Linked DNA regions of Mus musculus: regions 1, 3, 4, 5 and 6 are each linked to region 2. Evidence: chromatin contacts called from public Hi-C, HiChIP or PLAC-seq and promoter capture Hi-C data. All regions are on one chromosome and are shown on one strand. Each heading gives the region's core, a stretch centred on a gene start, on an enhancer-like site or on the middle of the called end of the contact. The rest is flanking DNA. Distances are from core to core; before and after follow the strand shown. Region 1 holds the start of Cdk5rap2 (CDK5 regulatory subunit associated protein 2). Region 2 holds the start of Brinp1 (bone morphogenic protein/retinoic acid inducible neural specific 1). Region 3 overlaps Cdk5rap2 (CDK5 regulatory subunit associated protein 2). Region 4 has its middle 380 kb from the start of Cdk5rap2. Region 5 has its middle 590 kb from the start of Gm23738. Region 6 has its middle 660 kb from the start of Gm23738.

Evidence for each region. Promoter capture Hi-C pulls out the DNA fragments that hold promoters and counts their contacts. A called contact is a pair of places that touch in the nucleus more often than the background predicts. HiChIP or PLAC-seq counts read pairs in DNA pulled down with a chosen protein or histone mark.
Region 1: a promoter capture Hi-C map of hippocampal neurons shows a contact between it and region 2, with 7 times the contacts expected there. The contact joins the promoter of Cdk5rap2 here to the promoter of Brinp1 in region 2. A contact is called at or near these places in 3 of 39 promoter capture datasets (cranial neural crest, hippocampal neurons and maxillary cranial neural crest), 2 of 484 Hi-C or Micro-C datasets (cerebral cortex and cortical neurons) and 2 of 115 datasets of contacts at active chromatin or transcription factors (astrocytes and forebrain).
Region 3: an H3K27ac HiChIP or PLAC-seq map of VIP interneurons shows a contact between it and region 2, with 14 times the contacts expected there. The contact joins the enhancer-like site here to the promoter of Brinp1 in region 2. A contact is called at or near these places in 2 of 39 promoter capture datasets (the C10 cell line and hippocampal neurons), 2 of 484 Hi-C or Micro-C datasets (cerebral cortex and cortical neurons) and 2 of 115 datasets of contacts at active chromatin or transcription factors (VIP interneurons and neural progenitor cells).
Region 4: an H3K27ac HiChIP or PLAC-seq map of neural progenitor cells shows a contact between it and region 2, with 15 times the contacts expected there. The contact joins the enhancer-like site here to the promoter of Brinp1 in region 2. A contact is called at or near these places in 3 of 39 promoter capture datasets (embryonic stem cells and stem cell-derived epiblast-like cells), 4 of 484 Hi-C or Micro-C datasets (cerebral cortex and cortical neurons) and 1 of 115 datasets of contacts at active chromatin or transcription factors (neural progenitor cells).
Region 5: a contact with region 2 is called in a Hi-C map of cerebellar granule neurons, with 4 times the contacts expected there. The contact joins the enhancer-like site here to the promoter of Brinp1 in region 2. A contact is called at or near these places in 5 of 39 promoter capture datasets (the 3T3-L1 cell line, hippocampal neurons, liver and 1 more), 2 of 484 Hi-C or Micro-C datasets (cerebellar granule neurons and cerebellum) and 1 of 115 datasets of contacts at active chromatin or transcription factors (astrocytes).
Region 6: a contact with region 2 is called in a Hi-C map of cerebellum, with 3 times the contacts expected there. The contact joins the enhancer-like site here to the promoter of Brinp1 in region 2. A contact is called at or near these places in 4 of 39 promoter capture datasets (cranial neural crest, liver and pre-B cells) and 2 of 484 Hi-C or Micro-C datasets (both in cerebellum).

The regions. Positions count from the first base shown.
Region 1 is chr4:70,408,947-70,411,794 of GRCm38.p6, reverse strand. Cdk5rap2 (CDK5 regulatory subunit associated protein 2) reads left to right here and starts at 1,360. Exons shown (of 37, transcript NM_145990.4): 1 at 1,360-1,583. The coding sequence starts at 1,528.
Region 2 is chr4:68,953,041-68,955,740 of GRCm38.p6, reverse strand. Brinp1 (bone morphogenic protein/retinoic acid inducible neural specific 1) reads left to right here and starts at 1,344. Exons shown (of 8, transcript NM_019967.2): 1 at 1,344-1,727.
Region 3 is chr4:70,319,291-70,322,051 of GRCm38.p6, reverse strand. The region is part of intron 12 of Cdk5rap2 (CDK5 regulatory subunit associated protein 2); the gene reads left to right. Among named protein-coding and RNA genes, the nearest start is that of Cdk5rap2, 90 kb to the left of the region's middle. Within about 2 kb of position 1,496, at least 16 of the 459 cell types and tissues checked have an H3K27ac peak or open chromatin away from gene starts, as enhancers often do. A contact at or near this core is called in VIP interneurons and neural progenitor cells, where this site is marked.
Region 4 is chr4:70,029,643-70,032,447 of GRCm38.p6, reverse strand. No RefSeq gene overlaps it. Among named protein-coding and RNA genes, the nearest start is that of Cdk5rap2, 380 kb to the left of the region's middle. Within about 2 kb of position 1,542, at least 4 of the 459 cell types and tissues checked have an H3K27ac peak or open chromatin away from gene starts, as enhancers often do. A contact at or near this core is called in neural progenitor cells, where this site is marked.
Region 5 is chr4:67,588,761-67,591,495 of GRCm38.p6, reverse strand. No RefSeq gene overlaps it. Among named protein-coding and RNA genes, the nearest start is that of Gm23738, 590 kb to the left of the region's middle. Within about 2 kb of position 1,270, at least 9 of the 459 cell types and tissues checked have an H3K27ac peak or open chromatin away from gene starts, as enhancers often do. A contact at or near this core is called in cerebellar granule neurons and cerebellum, where this site is marked.
Region 6 is chr4:67,521,003-67,523,791 of GRCm38.p6, reverse strand. No RefSeq gene overlaps it. Among named protein-coding and RNA genes, the nearest start is that of Gm23738, 660 kb to the left of the region's middle. Within about 2 kb of position 1,366, at least 5 of the 459 cell types and tissues checked have an H3K27ac peak or open chromatin away from gene starts, as enhancers often do. A contact at or near this core is called in cerebellum, where this site is marked.

The DNA of each region.
Region 1 (2,848 bases), core at 111-2,610, 1.5 Mb before region 2:
ACCTCCCATTATACACTCTTGTCCCCATCCATGCATGCTGACTCCTTTGTTCTTTCCCACTGCCTGCTCTCCCTCTCCCTCCACCTCCCCACTTTCCCTCTCCCTCCCCCCTCTCCTACTTTCATGTTCTTTTCCTCCTCACTGAGTTTAATTAGGGTTGTGTGTATGAGTATGGATGGGGGTTATTCAGTGGTCCTCCTCCCAAGCAATTATAGATCGCATGTCTGAACTTTAAGTTCTAAGTTGGAAAAAGAACAGAATACTTGTGGAATATAGCCTGTGTGCACCATTTAGGGCGTTGGGGTTTAGAAGGACCTGGGCTCAAATCATATCTCTGTTTATTGCCAGTTTGCAAAGAAAGAGTGTTTAGGGTTGTAGGGACATGAGAATTATTATTGAAAGAATTCCTAAAGTTATCTCAGGTTATTCTTACAAAAAATAACTTGCAGATTGTCCAGTCAAAGGGATGTGACAGAACAGGTTTACTGCCAGGGACCACTGTTCCACATCCAAGCCTTCTCCTCTCCAGTCTTCCCCAACCCTCCCCTCCCCTTCCTTATTCCTGGGTAGATTTATTAAAGAAAAGTGACAAAAACTCCTGAGAGTGGGAGGAGTTTCAAGGCAGGAAAAGCTGAAATTCCAATTTAATCTGGACCTTTGTTTGGGAGGGGAGAAATGTCTCTTCTTAGAATACATTCACTGGCCAAGAAGGTTAAAACATGGTTCCAGAGTGCTGAGATGTTGATACGAGGAGCTAAGGATCTGGTTTTAGTGGATAGTAAACTTGTTTATTACTTTGGGCAAGTAATTTCTTCTCTCTGAGTCTCTGTTTACTGATTGCTGGTGCATGAGTCCTAATAGTAACAAAATGCACATGAAGTATGGGTGACCCCTTTATAGGCATGCCGCTTGAAACTAACCCTGTAAACTACCGTTTGTAATAGCGCTCCACAGGTGGTATTTTTCTAAATCGAAGCAGAACTCAATTATCTGAGTCTCAACTTAAGGCAGAGCCTTTTGGGTAGAAAGAGCCTAAGGAGCGATTTTGGAGTCATGAGTCTGGAACACCAAACAGATTGATACTCTGAGCTGTTCCACCTCCCGCTTAAATTAACTGATCCCGGCGGACTTTTACCCTCAACAAATATGGCGCTCGCCTTGGCTTCGGCCCGAATGCCCTCACCCACGAAACATGGCTACCGCTTCTTTTCTCCTAGTGTTGCACGCTGGAGTGCGCAGGTTCTGCCCTGAGTTAAGATGGCGTCCAGGCAAAGCTCTTCTTGCCCGGTTTCGGGTCGTTGCAGGGCGGCTTCACCGCGCGTGCCTGGGTGACCCCGCCTTGTTTCCGTAGGAAGAAGCGCCGGGAAAGATGGCGGCGGCTGCGGTTTGAATTCCAGCGGCGCCGCTTGACTGAGAACAAGAGCTGGGTTGGAGGGGGCGGGACCTGGGGAACCGAGCGCGCCGCGACTGCCGGGGAACCAGTGGCGCTGCCGCCGCCGACACCGGCGCCACCACTCTGCGTTCACGATGGACTCGGGGATGGAAGAGGAAGGCGCCCTGCCTGGGACCCTCAGCGGTTGCAGGTGTGGCCCTGGCTTTGGGATTCGTGGTACCTGGGTTGGGGTTCCCGTTGATGGCGACTCACTCCCTGGAGGCCTTCGGTTTGCTTGGGGATGGTCTCGGCTGCGCCCCGAGTGTGGTGGGACCTGGGTGTCCAGCCAGCACTACATTGGACTGTGTGTTGTGTGTTCTGGAGTACTTTGAGGACGATGTGTAGGCTAGGCAGGGGGGCTTTTTGAAAGAGTGTGAGGAGATGGGTCTAATTAGTAGGGGGTGGCTGGAACTGGACATCAGAGCACTTAGGTGGTTGATTCTTGTTTGGGGCTTTGCATTCATTATGGGGAGTGTAGTTGTTATTTTAGACTTTGTTTATGGGGTCACGGGACAAAGTTCTGTGGAGCCTTGGCTAGAGATGGACAAAATTTAATTAAAAAAACGGCCTATACCCTGACCACGTAGGTGACCTTGGTAAGTTGACTTCCCCACTGAAAAGTGTACTAACGCCGATGTGCACTCACCAAAAACGGGATGAGAATGAAAAGAAGCAATGGCTACCCAGCAGTTGTATTGGCTGACATTCAACCGTGGTGAAAAGGATGATGACTACCACTATTACAAGTTGTGGCTTCTCTTCAGATCCCCTGGGACCAGAAATTGGATTATTTGGGGCATTTAGAGCGGGCGGATGGCATGAGAACTAAACTAGGAGATCTGCTAATGCTCTCCTCCTTTCTCTCTCAGCCTTGACTGGACAGATGCTGCATTCATACCTGCTCATTCATCTCTTAATCTGCCCTAGGCCCTCCAGGTGCCTTGTCATCTTCAGGATGAAGTTCTCTACTGTGGCTTCCAAGTTTCTCTATAATTGGCTGCATCTGCCTCTCTAGCCTCCCCACCCCCCACCCCACCCCTTCCCAACCCTGTCTCTTCTCCAAGCCCTCTACCCTGTGCCTGACTGCCAAGCTCGGTCAGGAACGATCTTACTGAGTTGTTCCTTGTTCTCAGGCTTGGGTACCTGCTGTTTCTGCTGTGTCCCTTATTTACATCCAGGTTCCACTGCTAGGAGATCCACACTGACGGTCCCACCCTTGTCTGGGCTCTCTGTACTGGGCTCTCTAGCTCCCCTGACCTGTCTCTGTCCTAACGTGGTTGACAGTGACCAGCATAGAAATACAACCTAGGATGTATATTTAATTAAAAACTTAGTCGTGAACTGGGCATGGTAGCATATGCCTTTAATCCCAGCATTCAGGTGGATCCGAGACTTTAAGGCCAGCCTAATCTACAG
Region 2 (2,700 bases), core at 95-2,594:
TGTTTCTTCTTTCCCCTCTACTCCTTCTTTGTCGATTATGCTGATTGTTCTCAAGTTCCTAGTCTGTAATTCAAGGATTTTTTTCCTCTCATTTTGCTTCAAAACTCCTCCTTTTTAGTCACTGTTTTTTAGGTTCTTCTACATTTTTCTACCTACTTCATCTCTCTCGTGTTACCTTTTGGGTAAAAGAAACATTGATATCAGAAAGAATCACAGCAGCGAGTAATATACAAGGTGCATTAACTACATGGAAGGAATATATATTACAATTTTTCTTTCAACTACACAGCAATCTCATTAGAGGGTTAGTTATCTCATCTTACTAAACAGGGAGAAAGTGAAGGCTAAGATAACTTGGCCAAGGTCCTACACAGACAGGATTCCAGTTCATGCCGAACACTTACACTTTTCACTATATCTGGATTCCTTTACATTGTTCAATATTTTCCTTTTGGTTTTCTGCCTCTCACTCTCATAGCTTCGACAGAGATTCCCACCCTGGACAATTCTTTAAAAGACTAGGAATCTACACTTCCGGTGGGATTTAAGCTTTGAGTAAAATAAAGCAAAATACAGAGAATCCGTACAATGTGTAAATTTAGACCATGAAAAAAAGGCCTTTCGTTTTACTTCAGGCAGAGGCCCTGCCTGCACCTCAGGCTGAATGCGGAGTTTTTCAGCTATCTGTATTCTTGTGTTCGTCTAGCTACCCTGGCCTTTTCCCTGTCTCTGGTGGTCCCTAGAGAACTTTGCGTTCTCTTCGGCTTCCCACTCTGACATCCTTCCCACGTAAGGAAGCGCGTGCTTAATTCTGGGAGGTTAAGTGGGCTCTCGCCTACACACAAAAACAATTTCCAGTAGTCACAGAGAAACACAGAGACACAACGGGACTCAGACGTGCGTCACCCCAGACAAAACCCACTCAGGTATGTACACGCAGTCACGTCAAGCTCCCGCATAATCAGAAATACCAGACGCTCGCGCATCACTCAGCTACAGACTCATTTCAGCTGGAATCACGATTCAGGATCTGCGCGCACATGGTTCTTTTGGGTGCTCCTGTAAGGAGTCTTGCAGCACTGTCCCCAGACCCATGTGAGTTCCTCTGAAGCTCATCCTTTGCCCACCCAATCTGCCCCTCCCTTCAGGCGGCCCCACTTCTCTTCTCCTCTCCCTTCTCTTCCCCCAACGCCCGAAGACGTACAAAACACTCCTTGGAATCTACCCCGGCACTCAGCTCCGCCCTCCCCGCCCCCGGCAGTCTCTCCCCCATTCATTTTCCTCCATTGCCAGCAAAGTCCCTCCCACTGCCTAGCCCGGCCTCCGCTGCTCCCCTCCCGGAGACCGCGGCGCACTTGGACTTCCCTCTCCATTCGCCAGCCGCCTCGCTCCGAGTCCCCGCGGCTGCGAACTGATCTGGCACAGGGGGTGGGCAGGAGGAGGAGAAGAGCGCAGGCAAAGGAGAAGGCGAGAGAGCCAGAGAGCCAGAGGCAGAGGGAGTAGTGGCCACCTTTTGGAGTCGGGATTCATGCCTGTCCTCGGGACCAGCCAAGGGGACTTTAAGGCTGAGTATGAGCCAGGCTGCTAGGAGCCAGGTACCCCCACGCCTGCAGTCCCCGCGCCGTCCCCGGTATGCGAGCTGGACGCAGGGCTCTTCCAAGTTCCCACCGAGCCGAATAAAAAGCGTCTTTCCGCTGCTCTCCGCCAAAGACGGACATTGACTCCAGGTAAGGCGACTCCGGGCGCAGCTCCCCACAGCCCCTCTGCCCTTGGAACCAGCCCCGGACCGCAGTCGGGGCGCCCCCGCCTGCGCCTCCCATCCCCCTTCCAGCACCCTCGTCCGGTCTTCCCTCGCCTCCAAGTCCTCTTCTGTTCTGGAGACTGGGTTTCCTGTAGATTGGACTCCATGGGTTAAATGCGGGTTTTAGTTAAGTGTCGTGTGTGTCCCCGCGCGCTCCCGACGTGTGTACCATGGTGGGAACTTGATGTGGTGCTAGTGTATGTTTGCCTGTGCAGCGTCGTTTGCGTTTGATGCGTGTTGTGTGTCTGTCTGTGTGAGTGTGTGTGTTTGTGCCCTATAACCTACTTTCAGCGGTGTGTGTGTATGCGTGTGTGTGTGTGTGTGTGTGTGTGTGTGTGTGTGTGTGTGTGTGTGTGTTTGCATGTGTGCGCGTCTGTGTATTTTTAATTAGATCTCTTCAGCTTGCAGGGAATGGAATGGGGTTCTTACTACAGTATCACGTAGCCACCGGGAAGCCCGCTGTGGACTTCCTCTTAGGTCTCTGGGCATTGGTTTGGGAGATGCCAGGAATATATACGGTGCCTTATTTATTCCAGTAATGATACCAATGAAAGAAAAATATCGTCTAAATCATGGGGTAGTGCTGCACACTTGAACTCACCGTTAAAAATGAAAGAGACATGTCCAAAACCCGAGACAAGCGAGATGCTGTCCCTTTAAATTCCACACTGGGCAGACTCCAGGATTCTGATGGGAATTTGGAAAGGCTGAGTATGGAGTGAGAAAGAAAGGAGGAAGTCAGGAATCTCCTTATCTACTGCATGACAAGTCTTGGGTAGAGATGTCATCCTGTCTCCCTGTTGCAATCAACCCCCCCCCCCAGCCTTTTTTCTGAGGGGGTGGTCTGGGTAAGTTTGCCTGAATCATCTCAGGGGAAAAGAGCAAGCATCCTCTGGCAA
Region 3 (2,761 bases), core at 247-2,746, 1.4 Mb before region 2:
CTTGACTGGCCTGGGACTCACTATATATTTCAGGCTAGCCTCAAATTCAGAGTTCTGCCTGCCTCTACCTCCCAGCTGCTGGGATTAAAGATTTGTCCCACCACACTCCATCGTAGGTTTTAAAGATTAGACAGATTAACTGTTCAATGTCTGGCACATGGTCTGAGTCATGGTTAGTGCTGACCACAATCCTTGTGCTTCATTGATCCTGAGTGTGGGATCATCCCAGGTCCTCCTTACTACATTGCCAACTTCTCAGTCACAGCTGCTTCTCTGGCCCCAGTGTGTGTGCTTGCCCTGTCTGGAAACAGCAGCAGGATCCCAAGGGAGAAATATAATGAAGTCCTGTCTATTGGACAAGTGACTCCTGCCTCTTCTGTAATAGCTTAACAAGGACAATACACTTTGCCCTGGTAGGCACTCTGATGTGGAATAATGGAATCTGTGCTTAGTGCACACCTTGGGTTCTTTTTAAAAAAACAAAAAACAAAAAAACATTATTTTAATTTAATTTTTTAAGTATGTGTGCTTGGCAGGCATGCGTGTCTGTGTGCTGCTTGCATGGATGTGCCACATAGGCCAGAAAAAGGCATCAGATCTCTGGGAATTGGAGTTGGAGATGGCTGTGAGCTGCCATGCTTGTTGGAATCAAACCAGGACCTCTAGAAGAGCAGTCTATGCTCTTAACTAACTGCTGGGTCATCTTTTCTCTAGCTCCCCCTCCTCAATGATTGCCATTTCCTAGCTAGCTACAACAGTTTGCAGTTGTGGTGTGGGCAGAACAACAACAGCAAAACAGTACAGCCATCCATACACAATGAGGTATGAAGGAAACGCAAATTTAAAAACAGTTCTGGAGGAGGCTGTCCTATCTGTTCCATTAGCAAATACTTTAGAAACTACTACTGACAAGGCTTTGGCACAGGCCTCTAGTGCTTTGATTGTTGTACTTGTTTTTCTTTTGTCATTGCTTCTTTGGGGAAAAAAACCTCAAAAATATGCATATCCTTTGACGTAGAAATTCCTCTCAGTGATTTTCCTGAAAAATTAACTCTAAAGCAGTAATAAAAGATACCCGCAGCAATAAAAAGGAGCAATGTGTAATAACATGTCTGCGGAGGCTCACACAGCTGGCGGCTGTGAGGATCCAGTGCATTTGTTAAAATTGGTAGATGAGAACATTGCATAGAATTGGTTTTGCTTGCTTGTTGGTTTTGGGGACAGGGTCTGGCCTGGAACTTTCTCTGTAGAGCAGGCTGGCCAGGTGTGACTAAGCTACCAGGCCAGCTTTCTTTCTCTTTTCTTTCCTCTTTAAATTGTTGTTTTTGCTGTATGTTCTTTGTAGGTCATGATGTAATAGAATAAATAAAGATGGGAAAAATTCCAAAGCAAAGTTAAAATAATATAAAAACTCAACTGCAGGTGTAGGAAGTGTAAAAGAAGCAGCCACAGCTTGGGCATGGCTGAAGTTGTTGGCAGGACTCGCTTGTTCATTATTATTCTGTTACTGTTGCTTTAGTGTTACAGCTGGCTCTGTGTCTCGCTTCTGCATCCACACATTTAACCAAACTTGAGTAGGAAATTCTGTCTATATTAAACATGTAGAGACTCTGGTCATTATTCCCTAACAATATTATGTAACAGATGTGTACAGCATTTGTATTGTTCTAAATATTAGAGCAATCTGAGAGTGTGGGGAGATTCTATGCAAATATGATACCATTATAGGAAGGACTTGAATGTTACTTTTGGTATCTCTCAGGATCCTGAAACCAATCCCTCAGGGACACTGAGGAACAATTTTGTGTATAGAATTAAAAACAAACATATGACCACAAAATCCTTAATTCCCTCTAGAATTGAATTTTGGTTTAGTTTTAAGAGAAGTTCATAATGCGTTTACGGTCTGATTTTGGATTAAGGATCTAAGATAGCCCCATCTTAGATTTTTGATTAGAATACATTTTTTTCTTTCAAATATTTGGGTGTCCAATTTTGTGATTGTTTACCAAATGATGATTATCTGATTTCACTATTTTTCAGTTTACAGATGAGTGTCTCTGTAAAAATACATTTGTTTTTTTCTTATGTAGTTATTTGTAATGAGGGGCAATTCATGCAGGGAAAATTAAACGTGAAAAATCACAAGAGGAGTTCTCTAGGTACAACAGCAGGTCAACAGTACAGATTCACAATCTTGACTGTTCTGCCAGTCAGAAGTCTGAATTAGGACTCACCGGGCTGAGGTAGAAGCTGTTCTAGGATGCATTTCTCTCGAAGGCTGCGGATTCCCAAGGCTGACCAATTTCTGGGCCTCTGGGCCCTTCCCATCCTCACTGATAGCCGTGGTTGCAGAGACATCTTCAATGGCTCTTGCATCTTCAACGGTTCTTGTAGTTATATTGAAGCCGCCTTGGTAGCTCAGGATGACATATGTCCTTTAAAGTCAGCTGATTAAACAGCCTGAATTTCATCTTTTGCCTTTATTCCTTTTTGCCGTTTAGAGATTGGGATGGGCACATCTCTGAGGGCATTTATTCTGTCAGAGCAACTAAAAATATATTTTTGAAATATTATAAAATCATGGATTTTCTCACCACTACTGCGCATGCACATCTTTGTGTGTGTGCTTGTTTGAGTATGTACACCCTCGTGTTTGGGATTGAACATGGGGCCTTGTGCATACTAAGTTTCTTACACTATCCCCAGCACTGATTGTGGTATTTTGATGTATTTTAATTACTTGCTCATCCTTAGGAAA
Region 4 (2,805 bases), core at 293-2,792, 1.1 Mb before region 2:
TGAAGACGAAAGGAAACCTGAAATAGGAGGGGTGACCTGCAATAGGTGAGCACCTATGAGTCATGGAGGGGGCAGAAGAAAAGGTTGGAAGTCACTGAAAGCCAGGGTGGGAAGAAATCCTGTTTCTGAATCCCAGAAACCCAAGTTCAAACTTTCTGTGGGCTCCTGCTCCCATGTGGTACTCATTAGTTCTCTCCTGGCTTTTGTTTCTTCACTTGTCACCCAGGAATAGTAATATTCTGAAAAGCTGTAGTTTGATTCTCTCCATAGGCGGTGTCATCTAGGGGTATCTTTTCCATCGCAGGCTTCTCATGATGCAGGCGTCCTGGGTGAACACCAACCCGGTCATTTTCAGCAGGCGTCTCTCATTGGATAAGATAAGAGCAACATTCTCAGGTTGAATTTTTTAGGAATATACTGAGGCCATCAAGAGCCCAAGAATAGACAATGAGCACCCTGACAATGAATTGAAAGCCCAGTTTTTACATAAAAGTAAACTTATATATAATAATAAACTCTCATTACACTTTAGAATTTGAAATTCAAAGGAAGTTTTGCTGGGAGATATGGGTATTGCCTGCCTGCTTTCTTGGGACTGACTTTACCCTCCTATGGTTTTAAGGAACTGTGGCTGAGGGGAAAGAGCTGCTTAGAAGAATTTTGGTCATTCTGTCATCACCTTCTTTGTAAAAATGAATAGAAGCTATATGAGGATGCCCAAAAGAATTACTGAAATAGGATGGCATGTTTTGATTTGCAGATACCAGCAAATGTACAAATACAATGGGGTAGATGGTTCCTAAACAAAGCATGCAGGCACCCATTGGATAGGAACATAGGGATCCTAGAGGTGTCACTATGTTGTTTGGGTGGTCATATCAAATTATATCATATCATATCATATCATATCATATCATATCATATCATATCATATCACATCTCATCCAGACTGAGACCTTTGAGAATGCAGGAGTGCTATCCATAATTTTCTGGAAAGGCAGGATAAACAGGAGGGCTGTCAGAATTCAAAATCCTCTATTCCTAATTTTGTATCCCTTGGTTCTAAGAGCTCTTGAGTAAGACACATTGTGGATTTAATGACAGCCTTGAAATAAAAAGAAATAATTATATGTGTCCATTGTAGCATACATGCTGATTTCAGAGATGGTGAAAAGATGTGGTTTAAAATTGACAAAATTTATATTTTGACATTTTGAAAAATTGACAACATACTATCATGTTAGAGTTCTGAGGGATGTAGAACAATCAGAGCTTCTTCATCCCTGTCACGTGCATTCCATAGGACAGTGGCTGCACATTCCATAGGACAGTGGCTGCACATTCCATAGGACAGTGGCTGCACATTTCACAGGACAGTGGCTGCACATTCCACAGGGCAGTGGCTTTCTTCCTTTGGGCAGGCAGATGAGGGAGTGCTGTTTGTGGTGAACAGTCCAGTTTCTGTTCCCTAGCACACCCCAAAGGATGCCCAGATTCCTCCTTTCTTACTAGCCACTTCTCTGGACTGATCACAGCCATCATCTGGGAGACTCATTTCCTCATTCTTTCACATGAGGCTCCGTTGCTTGGTAGCAGTCCCAGGCATGTGCAGGGGTGACCATTTCATTTATTTCAATACAACCTATGGGAATGTCTTAGAAAGTTTCTAAATTGAGTTAATTGAGTTAGGAAGTCCTAACCAAAACTTGTGGATGTTTGGTGAGAGGTAAAAAGGCAAACAACAGAATCACAATGAAAAGTGAAGTGAAGGAGAATCCAACCAAGGCTTCCCTTAGGAAGATGATGCAGAGCAAGAGGGATAGGATGAGGAAAGCATCTTCTCCACCATGATGTCTATAGGAGGACCACCTCATCCAGGAGTGTTAAAGTAAGCTCACAGTTAGTCTGAGCTAATGATACATTGTCTTTAAAATGCAGAACAAAATATAGAGGGCAATCCTTATGAGAGTGATAGGGTATCTTTGGGGAAAGGGAACTATAAACTTTAGTTTGGGATATCAAGTCCATTTGAGAGAGGTTAGGGAGCAGGCCTTGTACCTTCCCAAGAGACACTGATAGCTCCTTGGAGAGAAGACTGAGGGTATGGAAGAGGGGCCTGGTCCACACTCACTTCCCAGAGACCTTGCTGTCTGGCATGCTATCTCTGCCTCTATTGAGCATTGTTCTCCCTTGGTGCCAGACTTTCCCACAATGCCATGCTCTCTTTGCTTCCTGTTCTCTGTTTTCTGGGGATCTCGATTCAGGATTGGTTTCTAGCATCTTTAATTTTCATGAGAAACTTATGGAGATGGGTGCTTACCTGTGTCTTCAAAGGACATATTTTGATGTCTGGCTTTGAAACTGTAAAGATAACAGGGAAAAGATAAATCCGAGGCTCTGGAGAAGTCTACAGAGAGCATGGAAGAATCAATTAAACACTGCACGTGTTGTTGCAGACTGCTGAAAGAATTTTTAACCATGTAGGTGCCATCTATCAATTCAGCCTCTTAAACCTAGGACTAGCACAGTACCGTGGCAGACAGTCTTAGCTTCTGAACTATGCCAAGTGTGGAAATCAAAGCAGCAGCATCCAGTGTGACCTTGAGAACACCTCTTCATTCTTTGATCTACATTTTAGTCCTTTCCAAGCATGGTGTCTTAAATAGAGCAGGAATTCTGAGGGTGTGCCTTTGAAATTTTGAGTTGTAACTAGAAATCAGCAGACAGCTGATTGCTTCCAGTCATTTACTCATTCATTTCGTTCAGAAGATAATTATGTACTGCTTCTTCTATTCCAAGCCTTGA
Region 5 (2,735 bases), core at 21-2,520, 1.4 Mb after region 2:
GAAAATAACTTTGTATTGTTGAGGCCACTGCCAGCGTCCATCTACTCTGTGCTTATAGCCGAGATGTGGTACTGCTACTTTCTCTTTAGCCCTCACTTCTTGTATAATAGGCAGTGAAAGCAAGATCACTCACATGGTATTGGTGCCCAGTCTCCTCCCTTAGTGCTCAAGGCCTCTGAAGTTAGGCCCTTAGTAAGTTTTCAGTTTCAGGATAATAAAATATAGAATGGGTCTCCAAACTTTCTTCTGTCAGATACATCAGAGTAGACCTCCTTGAATTTTTTTATCTGGTTCCAAAATAAATAAATAAATAAATAAATAAATAAATAAATAAATAAATAAAGCAAGCTCACATTTAGTTTCCCATGTTCTCTAGTAAGTGCTGAATGCAGTATGATCGCCTAGATTAAGGTTGACACGGGCATATGAGAAATTAATTTAGTTGTCACAATTTTATAATACCTCTTGCTTAAGAATTTCATTGGGAAATTTCAGTAATATTTCAAATTAAACCTGAAGGTTCACAATCTTTCTCATCTGATTTTGCCTAATGTCCTTTTATCTTTTCTGGATTCCCTTCTCTCACTCTCCCTCCTATTTGTGGATCCCTACATTCATAAACAAATCTCTCTTTTACCTGTTCATTGTCTTGTCTTCTATACAATACTCTCTTCCATCAGATAATTTGCTGTGGTCAGACAGCCATCTTCTCATTTTGTCATTGGGCTTTTTACTTCAAACTTGAAAACTAATTTTGGATAGCTTTGAACCGCATTGTATCTTAATATCTTTGCCAAATACATAATTAAATGTACTTACATAGGTTGTGTATGCTTTCCTGCCTCCATTGGATTGTAAATCCCTCCAGAGATTGGATAGTGATGTATATGATATCTACCCAGATACACATTCATAACATAGTTAGGAACATATTGGATACTCACATATTCATCTGATTTGTATGTAAAATGGCACAGTGTTTACACCTTGGAAGTTGCGACACACAGAACCTAATGCTACCAGTGATTCTGTGAGGGTGATAAACTTAGGTGACGATGACTTCAAATACTAATCACACTACATCAATATTATTGTGACTTCCTTGATTTCCATCCTTAACTTGTTGTCCTAAGTCCCCATAGTTTCTACTCACTACTGTCAAAATGTCCAGGAATGCAGGGGCAGATTCAGAAATGTTGTGAAATGCAGCCACACCGTGTTTAACAAACAACATAACAAAGGCATCTGTCACAACGCATCGCCTTCTGTTCCTGGGAGACTTCTGCCAGCACAGTGGCATGCTCACTGCCTTTTCTCTTCCTCTCTGCTCATTCTCTCTAATTAAACGTGGCATTCTCTTTCCATCACACCATGAAAAGGGCCCTCATTTTGGCAGGGAAATGGGGGAAGATTGGCTAGGGAATAAATCATGCCACAAGCAATGTTTCCTCCTCAGATAGAGAATTTGGGCCAGGTCACCTCTATGAATTGATTTACAGGGATTGAAAAAAATCCACATAAGCCCCTCTGAGTGACAGGCAAGCAAAAATAAAATAAGGAAAGAAAACATCTCTATTTTTGCACTCTGGTCATTAAAGCCTTAAATCCTTAGAGCTATGTGCTATAACCTCATCCATGCAATTCTTACTTCCCTTTACATCTACATTTTGTTCTTCAGTTTTTTTTTTTTCAGAAACAGAGCTAATTCTAATACTGTGTTTTATGGCTTCTTTACGCCCCAAGTTTATGTGGCTTCACCCCTTGGAATATAAACTCAAGTGTAATCACATTGACAATAGCAGCTTCTTAGAGTCTGTGCTTATGGTGCAGGGGGAACTGTGCCAAATGGTTTTAAGCATGTATCTCATGTAATGTTCACAGTGATCTTTGAAGGATATGGTATTTTTCCCATCTGTGATAAAGAAAATAAATAGTTTTTAAAAGATGGGAAATAAAGTCAGATTAAAATAGATTGCATGTCTTGTGTCTGGTGATAGGGATGAGACTTACGGATCTTGTTATAAACATGCAAACAAACAAGCATGTAATTACTCGTCAGTCCTCCTTTACCTATACATTTTCTGTGCTGCATGGTAAATTGCTGAAGCCTGAAACTTCTTACTTTAGAAAATCAGCTTGGCTTTCTATATGCAGAATTTTTTTCCTCTTGATTGTTGTCCTCAGTTTTCTTTTCTGAAAACTCAGATAAGCTCACTGCACCCAGAGAAGAACACCATCCTTCAGACATCTGTCCTTGCTGTCTGACAGTGTAATGATTTTTCAGCTGGCAAACTGTTATCCTTAAGATGTGCACTGCATTAAGGTAAAGATAATAACATCAAAATCGACTTGCAAGTTCAAATTACTTTGTGTTTTTAAGTGTTTATTTATTATTTTGTCTGCAAGAAAGTCTTGTCTGAATGTTTATATACATATCACATGGGTGCTTGCTGTCTCTGGAGGTAAGAAGAGGGTGTAAGATCCTCTGAACTAGAATTACATTAGGATGTAGGACACACGGTGGGTACTGGAAACAAATTCCAGTCCTTGCTGAAAGAAACAATTAGTCCTTACTAGAGATCCAGCTCTCTAAACCCTTACATTACTAGTGGCATTTAAAATATACTGATACATACACTTTATCTCATCATACTCAGTGACTGCATAGTATTTCCCTCCCTTCCCACAAATGCAGAGTCACTTACATATCACCAGAAATGTAGAAGGCTTAACGC
Region 6 (2,789 bases), core at 117-2,616, 1.4 Mb after region 2:
TAAGTATCAATCTTCAATTGGATAACTTACTTTGGTGGTGAATATATATATATATATATATATATATATATATATATATATATATATATATATATACACATACATACATATATATACATACACACACATACATACAAATTGTTGGGCATTCAATATTTGGTCATAATACAGTGCCCTCTTTTATCATCATTATAATATGATTTCTAGTTATAACTAATGAATATATTACAACATAAAAAAACAGAAATTGAATTGATATTAAAGGCACAGAATAATACAGTAATTATAGGAAAATTCCTTCCTCCCAAGTATTTATTCATCATAATAAAATTTAATTTTTGTTCTTTGGAAGGGCTGCACCATGTAGTTATGCACACTGAGTCATGTTTATCTCTGAAAGCCAGCATTCACATCGCACATGACATCACATCTTTTCACAGCCTCTGCTGAACATCTGGAAAGCACATGTGTATGTGGAGACACAATGACGTTCTGATTTTTCATGAAGTCCCTGTTCAAATTGCATTGGTGTGTTGTCTTTAATATCTCAGTAAATGTCATGCCCAAGAGACTCATAGAGCTATATAAGTACTCCTTCTCATCCCTTCATGCTTTGCCTATTTTTAGAGGCACAGGTTGCCACTTCCAAGGCACTCTATTTGACAAATGCTCAACATGTGTTCTTCACAAGCTAAAGAAATTTTTACTTTGTTCTTTTTTGCTACACTCTCATCATTTTCTCAACACTTTCTTACAAAGCATCACCTCATAGTGTTAACATTTTTAATACTCTAATTTAAAATTTTAGTACCAATGAATATTTTTGTTAAATATACTGATACCCTACTTATATCAGTCCAAAAGATGACCAATGATCAATATTAAAATCTTATCTTGTACCTGTATCATGTTTATGCAGTGTACCTAATTCTTTGATACTTGAAAATGTATTCATCCTTAAAATTACAGAGAAATATAGTAAAGCAGGCATTAAAACTTCTGTTTTTAATTAGATTAAATTGCCACCAAACAGTACTATTTGTTCAATTCAACCTACTTCTGTATTCACTTTCCCTGAGTCTGTCTCACAATAGCACTATTCATCTCACCACTGATAGGGCAGTTTTGAATAAAGGCAACATATTTTGCTTAAGATCTATAATATCTAAGCTCTAGGGCCACATCCCAAACTGGATCCCTTGGATCCTTTTTTCTATTTTTATTCTTTCCACAGTAGGACACCCGAGAGACATGCAGAGAGTCAACCGAGCTGGACTGGGTGGGTCACAGATGTGTTGTCTTCTTCCCCACAGTCCATGCCACCTGGCACCACCTGTCCTTGTTATCCGGTGCCAGGTGGAAAGGCCACCTCATTCCACAACAATCAGAGCTTGGAATAAAAGCAGCAAAGCAAGCGACTGCCCTTTCCTGTGTTCTGTTTTCATAGCAATTGCTGCTGAGATAATCAGATGTTTGTTCCAAGTGATAATTTCTCATTTGTTTACTCTGGCCATTGGATGCACAATTGGGGCCATGGCTGGAAATGTAAGACTTCAGCAGGGTGGCTGGTGACATCTGAGCCTTTGGAGGCAAAATCAGAGGCAAGAGATATATTCATGACCAGAAATGAGCAGCAAGTACAGTTCAGGATAAATCCCAGATATCAAACATTTCCTCTGAAAATCTAGTCTTCAATTATTAGGACCAAAATTGTCACTGAACAGAGGCTCAGAAGCCTAACATCCCTTGGAAACTGCTTTTGCTCTTGATCTTCTGTATCTCTCATCTCTGAAAGAGAAGAATGATAAACAATAATGGCAGGATTGCAAAATGAAAAAGAAAATGTACTTTCCTATTTAAAATTATCTATTATTTTTAGACTGTCTCTGTGTCAGACTCTAGTCATCTACAGTAGAAACACTAGGGAATCATAGAACCGTGCTGTGGAGATGGATCCATCCATAAAGTGCTTGTCAAAAAAGACAAAGGACCTCTAGTTGGATCTCCAGCATCTATGCAAAATGTTAACAGTAGCTGTGCACTACTGAAATCTAGGTGCTAGAGGAAGAGACCAGTGGAGTTCTTAAAGGTCACTTACAAAACTATCCTAGACTAAAGCATGAGTGCCAGATTCACTGAGATAGCCAGTCTCAATAAATAAGTTCGGAGCATAATCAAGGAAAGACACCCAAACCTGGACCTCGAAGTACACATATACCCAGTATCACAATGCACACAACCAAGTACCCATGCATATACACACTATCAAGTACATATCACATACAAAGAAGAATGATAACAACAGAAACCATGCTAGCTGACCATCTCCTAATATTTCCAAGTATTCCTTGCTATGGCATCAACAGCCCTCTTGGCTCTTTCCTCTCAGTTCTTTGCTGCAAACAACTCCCTCTCTCTGAGTTTCTACAACTTTTCTCACTATTTCAATGTTTCTGGAAAACTTTATGGCTCAACTGTATCCTTGCTCAGGTCTCTGCCACAAGGTAATCTCTCAAGTGTGCCCTACTGCAAATACAGGTGAATCTAAAATACTCCCCTCTAATGCTATCTATCCTTTGTATCATTCATTTCCCCATACTTAGCTCCCAGGAGCTGACATGTCTTTAGCACAAACATTCACAGCCGGAGAAATTGATGTTTTAATGGTGTCTCAATGATGAGAGGACCTTCATGTTTTGCATTCATTGTTATAATTACAATTACTTGTACAGTGCCTTACACATAACCATTTTATAATATATACATAATTACTTATGCATAAATATTAC